Regions from separate parts of the Mus musculus genome. Here region 1 is linked to region 2. A link is a contact called in public promoter capture Hi-C data. All regions are on one chromosome and are shown on one strand. Each heading gives the region's core, a stretch centred on a gene start, on an enhancer-like site or on the middle of the called end of the contact. The rest is flanking DNA. Distances are from core to core; before and after follow the strand shown. Region 1 holds the start of Fgfbp1 (fibroblast growth factor binding protein 1). Region 2 overlaps Fbxl5 (F-box and leucine-rich repeat protein 5).

The links. Promoter capture Hi-C pulls out the DNA fragments that hold promoters and counts their contacts.
Region 1: a contact with region 2 is called in a promoter capture Hi-C map of pre-B cells, with 2.8 times the contacts expected there. The contact joins the promoter of Fgfbp1 here to the enhancer-like site in region 2. A contact is called at or near these places in 2 of 39 promoter capture datasets (the C10 cell line and pre-B cells), 1 of 115 datasets of contacts at active chromatin or transcription factors (large pre-B cells) and 1 of 9 other capture datasets (liver).

The regions. Positions count from the first base shown.
Region 1 is chr5:43,979,352-43,986,228 of GRCm38.p6, forward strand. It overlaps Fgfbp1 (fibroblast growth factor binding protein 1), which reads right to left and starts at 2,448. Exons shown (of 2, transcript NM_008009.4): 1 at 2,362-2,448; 2 at 1-617. The coding sequence starts at 597.
Region 2 is chr5:43,744,070-43,750,738 of GRCm38.p6, forward strand. Fbxl5 (F-box and leucine-rich repeat protein 5) reads right to left here. Exons shown (of 11, transcript NM_001159963.1): 11 at 549-1,306. The coding sequence ends at 1,230. Among named protein-coding and RNA genes, the nearest start is that of Fbxl5, 35 kb to the right of the region's middle. Within about 2 kb of position 1,307, at least 2 of the 459 cell types and tissues checked have an H3K27ac peak or open chromatin away from gene starts, as enhancers often do.

The DNA.
Region 1 (6,877 bases), core at 1,198-3,697, 240 kb after region 2:
GAGTGTGATGTCTTCTTTGACCCTGTTTGGCTCCGTGGAGACAGCTTCTTGGACCTTGTTGTGCTCCCTTGCGGAGACCTCTGCTTTCTCCTTCCTGGGCTTCGTGTTTCCACGTGCGTTGGGGTTCACCAGCTTGAGGTTAGACTCTGGAAATCTCTTTCTGCACACTCTGGTCTTCAAGACACTCTTGGCGTTCCTGCAGATATTTTTCTGTTTGCGCAGCGTGCGGGCAACCTGTTTCCAGTAGATCTGGTCTTTGTCGTGTTTAAGGCAGTCAGTTGGGTCACCAGCAAAAACACAAGAAAACTCCTGATCGGCTTGTGTGCACTGGACCTTCAGGCTGATGCCCTGCTCCTCCTCAGTCACAGCCCATCTGCATGTGGCTTGGTCTTTGGTGACAAACTTGCCATGCGTCAGAGATTTAGATGTCCTGCTTCTCTGCTTATTCTGGGCCTTCCCTAACGAGGGAGCTGAACCCTCTACCCCCTCCTCCGCTGTGCTGTGTGGTGCGTTCTTGGCTCTCTTTCTGACCTTTTCTGAGAACGCCTGAGTAGCCAGGAGAAGGAAGGAGAGCAGGATGAGGCTGTGGAGTCTCATCACGTCAGCTGGGTGGACACCTGTTTGGCAAAGGGAAGCGAATGAGTGGCAGGGGGAGACTTCAGGCTGCCTCCCTCCACTCCCACAGTCTTGGCCCACATTAAGGACTGCCAAGTGGTCCTGCGTACTCTCATTTCCACTTTAAAGAAAGTTACACCTCCTCTTCTTACCCACTGTCTGAGCTCATGACTCTTCCCCATTCACTCAGCTTCTCACTTTCTCAGCCCTTGATCTACTCATGCAACAAGCTCCAAGTGCCTACAACAAAGCAACATCCTGAAGGTTATTGCCCCATGGAGTGAGAAAGTCCCAGCCAGACCTTAGAGAATTCATAAGATACAATCAGAGAAATTTAAATAGCATCAGCTAGGGACTCTCTCCCTTCTCAGCCCTCCTTTTCATCTTGGAAAAGCCACTCTTTCCTTCTAGAAATTGTTGAATAAAACAGCCACTGGCCCCTTGGCTAGCTCCAGAGAGAGTTGGGTTTCTACCCCATCATCTGCGTGGGTACCAATGACCACCTGTTGGGAAAGGATATAGTAAGAGTCACAGAAGTGTCATGAAAAAGATATGTTGACTCAGGGTTAAACATGCACAGGGTTTGACATACTGGGCTGGGTGTGGCTGTGTGAAGAGAAGGGGAAAGTCATGAGGAAGAGTCCCAGGAAGGCAGGGAGGTGGGGGAGGCCACTGACCTTGATGGGGCCAACTTGAAACAGGGTGGAGAGGGATGAGATCGTATAGACTGCAAGGTGGAAAGTAAGGATCATGACTGAGTTCAATGGCATAATGCCAGGCATACAGGGAGTATTTATTCAATGCCTTTTTTTTTTTTTACATCTATAACAAAAATAAAATGACTTTCAAATTAAATGACATAGTTTCTACCAGGTATAAAGCTACAGATAATGGCAGAGGAGGCACACGTGATTGTTTGCCAACTCCTAGGTGTTAAGCAGTGCCTTAGCATTTGATTCTCACCCCTCTTAATATACACCCTCAGGCAACCTCTGGGACAGCTAGGGCTCAGACAGATAAGCAAGTTTGCCCCTTGATGGGCAAAGACGGTGGTCTGGAAAGGCAGAGTGTGTCTCCCTTTCTGTCAGTCCTTAGTGCTCACTTCTTGCTTTCTGCCTTTATTCTAACTCTTTAGAAAATAGCAAAAAGAAACAACGGGCTGCACAAGATTTGGTATGGTACCAAACACGATCACCAGATGGTTCTTTTAAAAACATTAAATCTATGCTTTTAAAAAAAAATTGAGAACTTTTTGTCTGAAAGGTAGGAAAAACCCAGGAAAGCACCACAATTTCATTTCTGCCCATGTGGAAGTAAGAAAAGGAAAAGGCCCCAAGAGAGTTTAGACTAAAGCGTGGCTGAGACTGGAGGCTGAAAGAGCCAGGGACAGACCTGTTTCTCCTGGCACGGTGACATAGCTTTCATGTTCCCATAATGTGGTCTGGACCCAAGGAGGTCCAGGGGCTAAGAAGTAGATAAAATAACTCTTAAGAGGGGACTGGCAGGAGGGCCCTGAGGATGGAGGCACTTGCCAGGCAGGCATGATGACCTGAGTTCGATGCTCAGAACCCATGTAAAGGTGGAAGTTGGGAATCAGCTTCTTTTTACATGTTATCCTCTGCTGTAGGCATATAAGCCCCCCATCTTTAAAATCATACATACTAATTAATAATAACAATAATGATTTTATGTATGTATTTGTACACACACACACACACACGAAATGTTTAAAAGAGCCAGGCTCACCTTTCTGTGAGTGTGCAGATCCAGGTGTACTGGGGAATGCAGGCTTCCAGTCCTCACGCTGGGGTGCAGGTTGTACTATTTATACAGGAGCTCAAGTGGCTTTTACAACTCACATACTTTATTCACGCTCCTCCCAGCCACACCCCTCAGGGAGAGCCAGTCCTGGAGGGAAGGTACTGGGTGGAATCCAATGGCTGGGGGGGGTTGCATTTGCTGCAAGCCCTCCTCCTTGGAAGCCCTTCCTTTCCCATCCAGCAGCGATCTTTCTGTAAGAACAGAGGAAAGGGCCCATTTCCTCTAGTGCCTTTCCATATTCTCTCCAGCGACTCTTCCCATTTCATAGACAGAGAGATTTGCTCTTAATAGTAAAGGGGTCAGGATTCACAGAGCTGGTGTTTTACACTCAGGACTCCTAATGTCCGTGGTCTGATCTCTTCCCACCTGGCTGGCTTCAGGCAATATTTGGAAAGTGAGTGACTGAAGTTGCTGAAATCTGACTCTGAGTTCCTGGTTGCTGAGAGCCAGCTGGATCTACTGTGTAGGCAGGTGAATCGGTGGGCCCCAGGGGTGGTGGAGAGATAACTCTCCACTATGGAATTTCATTTGAAAATAATTGATTCCAGGTCATCAGAGAGAGTGTTCATAGATCATCGTGTTGCAGGTAGAGTCTCACTCTGGATACATCTAGGTAGGGGATCCTGGCCACAGCAAGCATCGAATTTATTGACAGTCCACACTCTCTAATCTCAGTCTCCAACCCCTACTGTGGCTACTTTGTGCACAGTACAGCGCTTAACAACAGCATCTCCCTGCATGAAGCCCACTGAAGTCTTTCCTGGTGCTGAGCTGTTTAGATTTCCTATTGAGATCTTAAGCTGTTTTCTTGGAAAACAGGCATTTGTATGAGAGTGTGTCCTTTGTGTGCGTGTCCTTTTTGAATTTGGTGTTTCTCATTAGATTGGTAATTTGTCATTGCTTAAATTCTTTATCCAAGAGTTGAAATAACAAATGCACCCTGGCTTTTGGTGACCTGAGTGAAGAGCACAATGAATTTAACTGATGAATTGCTAGTTGCACCACCAGTGAAGGCTGGTGACTGAATACCTTTCTCATCCAGGCTGGTTGGTCAGTGGGAAAGAATATCATATTCAAAGCTGGTTTTAGTCACATGCTTTTCATACATAACTGCTTGTCCTGAGGCCAACAGCAAGTGTTTGAGTGGGTGTGTTTGAGCTCCGAGGTTAGTTTTAGCTAAGAGCAATACTATTAAGCCATCCTAACCATCAACCCACCCACCTCTCTGGAATTGACCTCATGAACAGAAGAAAATGCTGAGTCACTTCACTAAAGCAGTGTCAACCTATTGGTCAGACAAGAACATGGAAGCCTTTCCAAGTGACAGAGGAAACAAGGGTGGGAGTGGGGGATCAGGCTAAACAAACAGTGAGATCCAGTGTGTGTGGTAAACAGGTACTCATGCTGGAACTATGAGAAGAATGTGCATTCCAAGTTTTCAATTCTGAGGTTTCTGACTCCCTGTGTAGCAAATCAAAAGACACCTGCTGCTAAAGTCTCTCTTTTGTAGACCATCCAGAGGCAGTGTTGATACTACAGCTGTGCTGTGGAAGGAGGCAGACTGAGGAGCTCTTCAAAATTCCTTGATTTGCAAGAGAAAGCTTTTCAAACCATTTAGTGTCATCAACTCCTTTTGTTAGGTGTGTTCAATGTTGTCCGATTCTGAATCAATCTAAGAAATAACTCTTAGTGTTAGTTTAAACTAATCAAGAAGAGATTATTAGGGATTTTTGGGGGGGGTAGGTTGTAATACTAGAATGCCAATAATTGACAGTAAGACAATTTAGCTTGTTCTTGTTTAACAGTTATTGCAAACACTATTCTTTCTGAAAAAGCTTTCTGTGGTGGTAAAGGTGGTGGTAGGGGAGGAGGTGCTAGAGATGGCGATGCTAGAGGGTAGTGACGTGGAGGTCGTGGTGGTGGTGGTGGTGATGGCGGTAGTAAGTTAGTAGGGTAGTAGGAGATAATAGTTTTGTTCTTTTATGATCAATGTTCCCTCAAATCAAGCTTTTTGACTATCTTAGAACTTTTTAAAAGTACATTATTTTTAGCAGCAAAGATTCCTTAAAGGAGTCCACATGATTTAATACTTTTTCATAGCCTCTCTCTGCATCTACTTCTATGTGCATGTGCGTGCACGCGCGCGCGCGCGCACACACACACACACACACACACACACACACACACACACACAGACACTGTGTGGCTTGGCATGTGACCATGCTCCTTCAGATATACTCTGAAGATGTTCGGGTGAGAAGCCTAGAAACAACTCTGGAGAGGCCAGTAGGGAAACAGAGCCAAGACACTTCCATGTAGGGGGCTACTTCAGAGAGGACAGGGGAATAAGAATAGCTTGTGAGACCTCCCCTATTCCACTGGATCATTGCTAATTCCTTTATTTGTCTAAAAACCAACTAAAAACTACAGGCTACTGGCTAACAGGAATGTAATCAAGGCTGCTATAGTGTTTGTCCCAAGGAAGTGGTGGACAATAAGGGGGGCTTATCTCAGTTGACAGTGCAGAAGTTAATTGCCAGGTTGGAGGGAAGCCTAGGGTTCTACCCATGGGGACATCTTTCCTATCCAAAGTAGAAAAGAATTGCTCAGGAGCCTGCAGAGACAGCAGTAACTGGGAACTGGGAGTGGGAGCTAGTGTTTCCATATTTATGCAGTACCTATTCTGGGCAAGTTGCAGTATTAGGTACTGAAGGGAATGCCAACACAAGGTTGATTTGACTCCTGTTCTCAAGACCTGGCAGGTTTGCCTGGCTCTTCGATACTGATAGTTTTCATACCACACTCGAAAGCTGTGGGGTCATATGAGCTGAGGCTATGTCATATCCAGTGGTGAGCTTCTGAGACAGCACAATGTCCTCTGAGATGCCTTTTCCATCCAAGAGAAGCCCTACTGGAATTGATGTTTATTACAGCATTTGTAAAGGGTCTATTCAGTTCATTTGTATACCTATTGATTAGTTAGTTAGTTTGTTTGGTTTTTGGTGTTTAAGTTTTAGAGTTCTTTAGATTTACATATTCTGGAATTTAATCCCTTGTGAGATGAATAGCTGGCAAAGTTTTTCTCCTATTCTGTAGGTCATCTCTTCACTGTCTTAATGGTTCCTCTGTTAAATGCTTTGGCAAAGCTATGAAGTCTGTGGAGGATCTGGGCTTCTGTATCAATGAAAGCGCCCAAATCTTAGAGATTATCAGATCAATGGTCAGACAGAACAGTCTGTAGGTGCACTAAGTGTTTTTGCTGTTGTTTTATGAAAGTTGAGGTTCAAATGGGTCCTGTATCCTATGAGTAGGTCGTTGGCTGATGAGCATTTATAGTTCATCAGTCCTTGAGAGTTTGGACTCGCCACTGTTCCTTCTGTTGTTGTGGAGTGATGGCAACATGGAAAACTCATAAAGAAAGGCTAAGTCCTAGTGAAAACCAGACACTCTTTAGGGGGTTATTTGAAAAGTTAGAGGTTTTAGAAGGAGTTGTCTGAGGAAACTATTACATCCTCCAATTAACCTAGTTTTCTGGGACATGAGCGTCTTATTGAATGACGTTTCTTCTCCCAGCTATGCCTTCGGGTTCTGAGAATGACATGTGTACCTTAACAATTCTCAGTAATACCTATCTCCAAAAGGAATTAGGAGATAGGATGGCCTTGTATTACGGGCTTGATACATGTAGAGACATGTGTGAGTTTGATTGACACGATGAATAGCTAGGTGATGGGAAAGTCTCCAAGTTTTTTTCAACATGAAGAGAACAAATGTTAGGCAAATGTCCAGTGGTTTATAATAAATGTCGAGACAGAGACACTTGCTAGGCTGGTAACCCATACGAAGATGAGTTTTTTTTAAATTTAGACAGTGAATTGTTTCCTGGGTTCCGCCCTTCATCAGAGACAGTCTCACTAAGGACTCAAAGCAGCTGCACACACATTCTGCAGAGCTCCAAGACCGAGGCTGAAGAGAAGAGTCATTTGCATAGTCTGGGGCATCCCATCAGGTTTTAGCTAACCAATTCTAAAGGGCTCCTCAGGTAACTGAGGGGCCCGAGGGGAAGGTAACCTCCTCCAACGCCATGTCACCCGGCAAGAGATAGAGAGCACAGAAGTCACATTCTCCTACAGGAGGAATGTGCTAGAACACTCGGTTTCCACTCCATCCCACCTTGAAGCTCCCAGCAGCTATGCTGAGCATGGCAACTGGATGGGAAGAGTCATGGGCTCAGGGCATCAGGGTGGTCTGTAAGTAGCCAGGTATTGCTGTCTTAATGGTATCAGCATCAGACTTTTTTTTATTGGCCAAATTTGTAAATTTTTATTAGTATATATAATGACACAAAATAATGTACTTTACTGTAATATTTTCATGCATCCATATAAAGTTCTTTAATAACATTCACCCTTATTTCCTCCTATGTCTCCATGCCTTCTGG
Region 2 (6,669 bases), core at 57-2,556:
CACAGAGGTAACAAATGCAAAATCTTAAAATTACCTGCTTTCACATATGCTCAGCCTTATGCCAAAATTTTCGGGTTCAATTTTGTTTTCAAATGATAACAGTAATTCACTCCTCAAACAGAAAATACCTGACAGCACGGTACTACTTCAAAGAGAATGCCAGTAGATACACCAGAGTGTTTAATTCCTGTCAGGTGAAGTACAAAATGCTCCAGAATTCCTCCATGTTCCCATTAGATAATTCCTGCTTTACCTTCAGACACTGAGCAGGCCCACTAGCCTGAGAGGCAGAAGCACTTAAAGCCACAAAGAAGCTGACTCAGGGTTACTTCCTCCTCCCACAGCTTTGAAGGAGAGGAGATAGGGGGCACTATTTTCTCCACATGATAAATATTATAATTAACTTTAAAAGAAAATTTAACTCAGTAATATTTAGTATCTAAAACTGTTAAATGTGTCAGGATCATAATTTCATGGATACCCAAAACACAAAAACATTTGGTAAACTTAGATTGAGATTTAAATAAAATCACAACACAAAAGATATTGCTTGGTAAAGTTCTCAAAGTAGATTTTATTTATACATTTCTTCAAACAATTGTGGAATTTTTAAAAATCCTTCTAGAATTCAACAGTTTAGGGACAGCAGTGGAAGCTGGTGTCTACAGCAAACAACAGACTGCTGCACCAAGAGACCAATTTATCCTATAATCTTAAAGAATCTCGCTTCTAAGTGTGTTTGAATTGGCCCCTCAGAATTGTTCAAATAAAGAAAACGTTAGGGGAAAAGAGATTCCTTTCTAAAATGTTCAGTCTTTGAAAATAAAACTTCAGAAATGTGGATTTGAAAGAATCTGCAAAACTTGGTACAGTGTTTACACATAAGAGAACCAATAACCCCCATTGACTAAAATGCAAATAATCTAGAAAAACTTTAAATAGCATGGTATTAGTGATATTTTTTAAAGCATTTCATTGAAAAGAAACCAGAAAGACTGTTCTCACCCTAACAAAAAATCCTAAACCTTTTCTAAAACAAAAATATATTTTGCAAGGGTAAACAACATTGTACAGTTCACTGCTAAATTAAATTTCTGAGACTGTAAGAAATGGGGCCAAACAAGACACACCCAAAATGGGTTGTTAACACAAGAAATGTGCTATAAGTAAAGTGCATGAAAGGAAGCCTGCTCAGCTAAATGAAGTAGACAAAGGTCAGAAGTCAGGGGTCATTCGCCAGAGCGGCAGCAGGCTCGAAAACCACACTGCAAATTCTGGCATCCACTGGCGGTGTCAGCATGAGGACCTGTATGAAAGCAAACAACACGTGAGGGGAGGAACTTCTTGGAGATCATGCACAAACAGTTCTGCCTATGACTCTGTTTTTAACTTGCACTTCATTGACATCACACAAGTAAAATCTTACAGCACATGCATTAAAAATTCAGACACAAATTGCCAATGGCTGTCTGATTCCACTGAAAATATCCTCCATGGAACAGGAAACATAACAAAATTTCCCAAGAATCTTAAAACCCAAGGAAAAAAGGAGACAATCCACAGAAACAAGACTTCTTTGAGCATTCTTCCTAGAAACATGATTAAGACAAAAAATAAAACCTATCTGAACTGTGTCAGCTAAAGAATACAGCAATGAACAATTAGAATAAATGTCATATTCAAAGTTTAAAACAATGTACTATACAGACACATCCTCAATGAATGTTCCATACTCTGATCATTTGTAGACCTCTGAATAAAAACAAAAGATAGCTTTAGATGAAAATTTGTCCCAAAACTGAATGCAAACAAGTGTTTAATTAAACATCTAAAACATAAAACTGTGATTCACTTACAATAATAAACCACTTATGGAATAATTGGAATTTTACAGCTGTACTATATTACCCAGATACTAGATAAAAGGTCTAGGTTTATTCAGGAACATAACTACAAATTAGAAAAGTAACAAAAATGTCACAAAGTTGGAGAATGTTCTGAGTAGAATGACTTTCCTAAGGAGACACAAGCCTACAGGGCTGTTTCTAGCGTTTCGAAGACTCAATGTAGCTGGTGCACTGAACTAATAAGGAGCAGCTCTTTACACTTCCACCAGGAAACCAGAGCCTGCAAGTGTGATTGATACACAAGAACAAAACAAAATGAGAAGACATGGAGCAGGCATCACTACAGAACGTATCTAATGGACTTAACCTCTCACTGCCCTTCAGTGCTTCCCAGCTTAACTGAGAACCCATTTGCATCCTACTGCTTTATAGGAGCTGCAGTATGTTGCAGAAGGTGACTATGCTAACACCCAGAGTCAGTAATTAGGATACTTGCAACTAAAATTTAGACTACATGTATCACCACAAGTACAACATTTCCTTTTATCCCAAGAGAGCATATATGCAAAAAAAAAAAAAAGAATTTCTTAAGATACAGTCACTGAAATATAATGTTCATATATTTCAGTATATAAATGACAAATTATCTTTAAGAAAAACATTGGATTTTGTTTATGTGTAGAATTGCAATTGATTGTGAAGACTGACATGTCTGGGATTAGCTTCAAATAAGGGCTATGGGCACGACATACAAGACATGAAATAAAAGACTGAGCTCAGACTTCAGGTTGCTGACACAGATAATACATGGTTGTAGGTTTTAAAAGTACCCAATACAACTGGAGTACTACAGGCCAATTTTTATTTAATAAAAAAAATCAAAATCTTCCATTTTAAATTGTTATATGCCAAATATTTAAAATTTATAATGCCATATAAAGCAGCATTTTCTGGATAAAATAGGACATAAAGCTAAAATTTAAAAGATTTATCTTTGTAGTTGTTAGAAATACCTTGGTACAGAATCCTAAACTTCAACATTCTTCTCCCACTGTCAGTCTTTAGCCAAGTTTTCCTTGTACATATTTCCAGCTTCCCTACACACCAATCCTCACCCATCCCTTGCTAATAAGCTTGGCTCCACCCATCACATATTACTGCTTCAACATCAAATACCTGATACCTTTCTGTAATACCCAAGCACTGCCTCACATCATCTCTACCCACCTCTTGAACCTTAATCTAATTAATGCTAAATGTACCTATCATTTATCAGTATATAATTCTATTCTGAGCAACTACTGAAAACATGAAAAATTTGAATTTCCAAATAAAAAGCCATACATGTCTATATTTATACAACACACACACATTTTTGTTTGTCTCTGTTTTAAGAGACAAGATCTTCTGTCTTCCATGCTGGCTGCAAAGGTGCAGGTTCATCTTTGTATCTTAGCTTCCCAAGTAGCTGGACTACACAACTCCATATACCCTGCCTACACACATGCCCTTTATTCTTAGAGACAGAAAGATAAAGAAGGAATATTATACTGAATTACACAGTGGCTTAGGAAAACAGTCAAAGCCAGACACATCAAAGAAAAGTGCACACCTGGTTTTTAAGGGAAAGAGTAAAGGGCTCACTGACACCTCTGGTCAAGGATGCTATTCTCCCACATGACACAAGTCAAAGCACACTGCCCTGTGCATATCTGACTTCTTCCTAGCAAATTTCTGCCTCACTGTTGAAAAAAGGGAGTCAAACAATTATTTTGTATCAGGCTAAATTATAGTAAGAATATAGAAAATTAAAGAGTAAAATGGCATAAGTGTTAAAACAAAGACTCCTTTTTTATATTTAGATGAAAAAAGCTACAAAGAAGTTAATTCTATTTATAAAACGGCATGTTTTTCTTGGTTGTAAGTATATACTGCTCATGCTATGAGTATGTCTGCACTTACCTTCACTTACCTTTAATTCCTTTTTTAACTTAAATTAGAAACATAAGAGAGCAAATCATCTGAGACTGTCACCTTCAGAACTATGAGCTAATCTACCTTAACTGCTAAATTATGCACAAACTGAAATGCAAAGCAGCACAGCAAAGTTACTCACTACATTGTTCAAATGTCCTTCAGAGCTCTAAACTATGCCAGACAACAACTACATTAGTGACAGAGATTTGTGTAAATATTACAGCTAAGACACCTCACATATCCAAACCAAGGGACAATTTAAAAATCATGGAGACTCGTTCAGAAGAATCAGAATGTGTGTTTGGCATCGGCGCTTAGTACAGCGTCTTGCTCAACAGAGTACTGGAACAGCTGATGGCTAACATCTTTCCCAGTGTCTCTGCCAGTACTCAGGAGGCAGACTGCTCTCTTTTTGTTTACTATCTAGTCTACAAGTAATGTTTATCAGCATTAAGTTCTTTTACTAACAATGTGGTAATTATGTACATTTTCTTTTAACAAAATATACTTTAAATTAAATGTTACTTTCCAATCTGTATGTAACCGTGTACTAGATTAAGACTACTTTCAGAAATAAAAATGAGGGCTTCTAAACCCTCACCAAGCATTTCTGTGCAAGCTGAGTATTTCTGAAGAAACTATGTCAGTGGTGTCACCAGTGGGTACAATTCCAGTACCATCTAAATTGTATATTCTTTTACAAAACACACTGACTCTAAGTACTGCTTTAAAAGCAACTACCTAGACTCCTAGAAAATGCATTCTATGTAAACTTTAAAGCATTCTATTTCTTCCAAATCATCCTCTATCAGGTTAAGAAAGGACATTTAGAATTGTATTTTTTGAAGTACTGTAAAAAGCTTTCAAACCTTTAAAAAAAAGAAGTCAGATCTCCCAAGTTTCTACTGAAAATTAGAAATAAAAAAATTTACATTCAACAGGAGTAAATAACTCCTTTGGAATGCTAATATTATATATTCAAAACAGATTAAAATAAAAATAATATTGAGAAAGTACAAAAGATTTTAAGCACTTTAACTTTTTCATCTAAATATTTTCCAATAAGTTTAAAAACACTTAAGTACAAAGTAAGTAGGCAAATAAGGCTGAACTAAAACTTAATACTTCCCACCAAAACACTTATATCCATTACGTAAAACAAAGTACATTATGAAATTTGTTTCCAAACACAACCTATACTAAAATTATATAGGCAACTTAAATGTAACATAAAATAAAATATCTTCATTAAAATTGCATATTAATTAGTCTTAAAATGACACCTGTAAGCCTTAGGAAGCCTTGTGTTTAAGAGCTGTATTTACTCTTTCTTTCAGACTGCACAGACATGTGCGTGCAGATACACACATGAGTGCAATGGCCACAGAGGCCACAACAGGGCGCTGGAGCCCCTGGAGTCAGAGTTATAGAGCTGTGACCTGCCACATGTATCTATTGGGAACCAAACTCTGGTCCTTTGTAATAGCAATATGGAGTCATCCACTTAACCACTGAGTCACCTGTCCAGTCCCCCGTGGCTTTATTTTTAACAATAAACAAAAACTTCCATTCATGAACATATTTTGTTTTTATGTTCAGCTGGATTTAAAAAAAAAAAAAAAAAGCCTCATTTTTCCACTGCTTGGTTACACTGTCATCAAGAGAAAGCAAATATAGGCTCTACCAAGCTGCTTTTGTTAGGAACATGTCAACTCTTACAGAATAAGAGCTGAGATCCCCTGTCTTCTCATTTATTTTAAGAGAAATCTAATTTCCAAGCAACAGAAAACTTGCTAACTTCTCTGCATTCTAAAATATTCTTCTCTCTAGTTTCCCTGAATCCTGTCAATTGTTCTCCCAGGGATAAACTCCAGTCTTCCCTCTCAGTTGAGAATGAATTGGGCTCTCAAAACCAAAAGTGTACAGTATAAATAAAAGATAGGTGAATAAGAGAATGGAGCTATTTATATTTGTTTCCAGTTATAATACAGGATGGTTTTTTGCTTATTAATAATGAGAAGCAGCTTTATTATGCTTCTGAAAATTTCGATTTCTACTAAATGAGATCAAATGCCCCAAAGAGCAACATGAAAATGCATGTTCCAACAGGCTCCATGAAGAGCAGATTTAAAAAAAAGGGGGGGGGGGGTTGTTTACCTAGTACTGTGTGTGTGTATCTGTCTATGTCTGTGTGTCTGTAGGGGTTAAGATGGGGGTCTAAAATAGCTCAAGATGAACTTGAAATAAAGGCTGTCCTGGGATTACTGACAGTACCTCCAGAGTGCTCAAACAAATGACAGGCACCAAGCTACTGTTTTCTGTGGTGCTGGGGCTTCATGAATGCTGGGCAAGCACTCTTCCAACCTGCATCGCCCCCAAGCCCTACTTCATGACCTTTCAGTTGGTTCAGGCATCAACTTCTGAAACAGTATAGAAATGTGTCATGCCTGTGGCATCTTCTCCAATCTCTTCTCAATACTACAGTCTCCACTACTCAGTCTTGAGGATGAGTTCACATTACCAAAGTCTTCCTTTGTTACCCACCACACTAAATAAAGCAGTGCTGAGAGGGGGAAAAAAATGAGCCTGTCAAAGAAATCACTGTGTCTAGAAAATCAAGTTGTTAATGGGTAAACACTAGAATACTACAATGGAATTCCCAACATCCTAGAATAATCTCCGTGTTTCTATAACAACTTGTCATTTTAAGTGATTTAAACTCTTACATGCCTAAAAATCTGGTACAATGGTAAGAAACTTACCTCCACAAAGTAAAAATGTGTTGTATTTTGCTTTTATTAAAGAACCAAATCATTTTAATTTTATTAAATTTAAAGGATTAAAC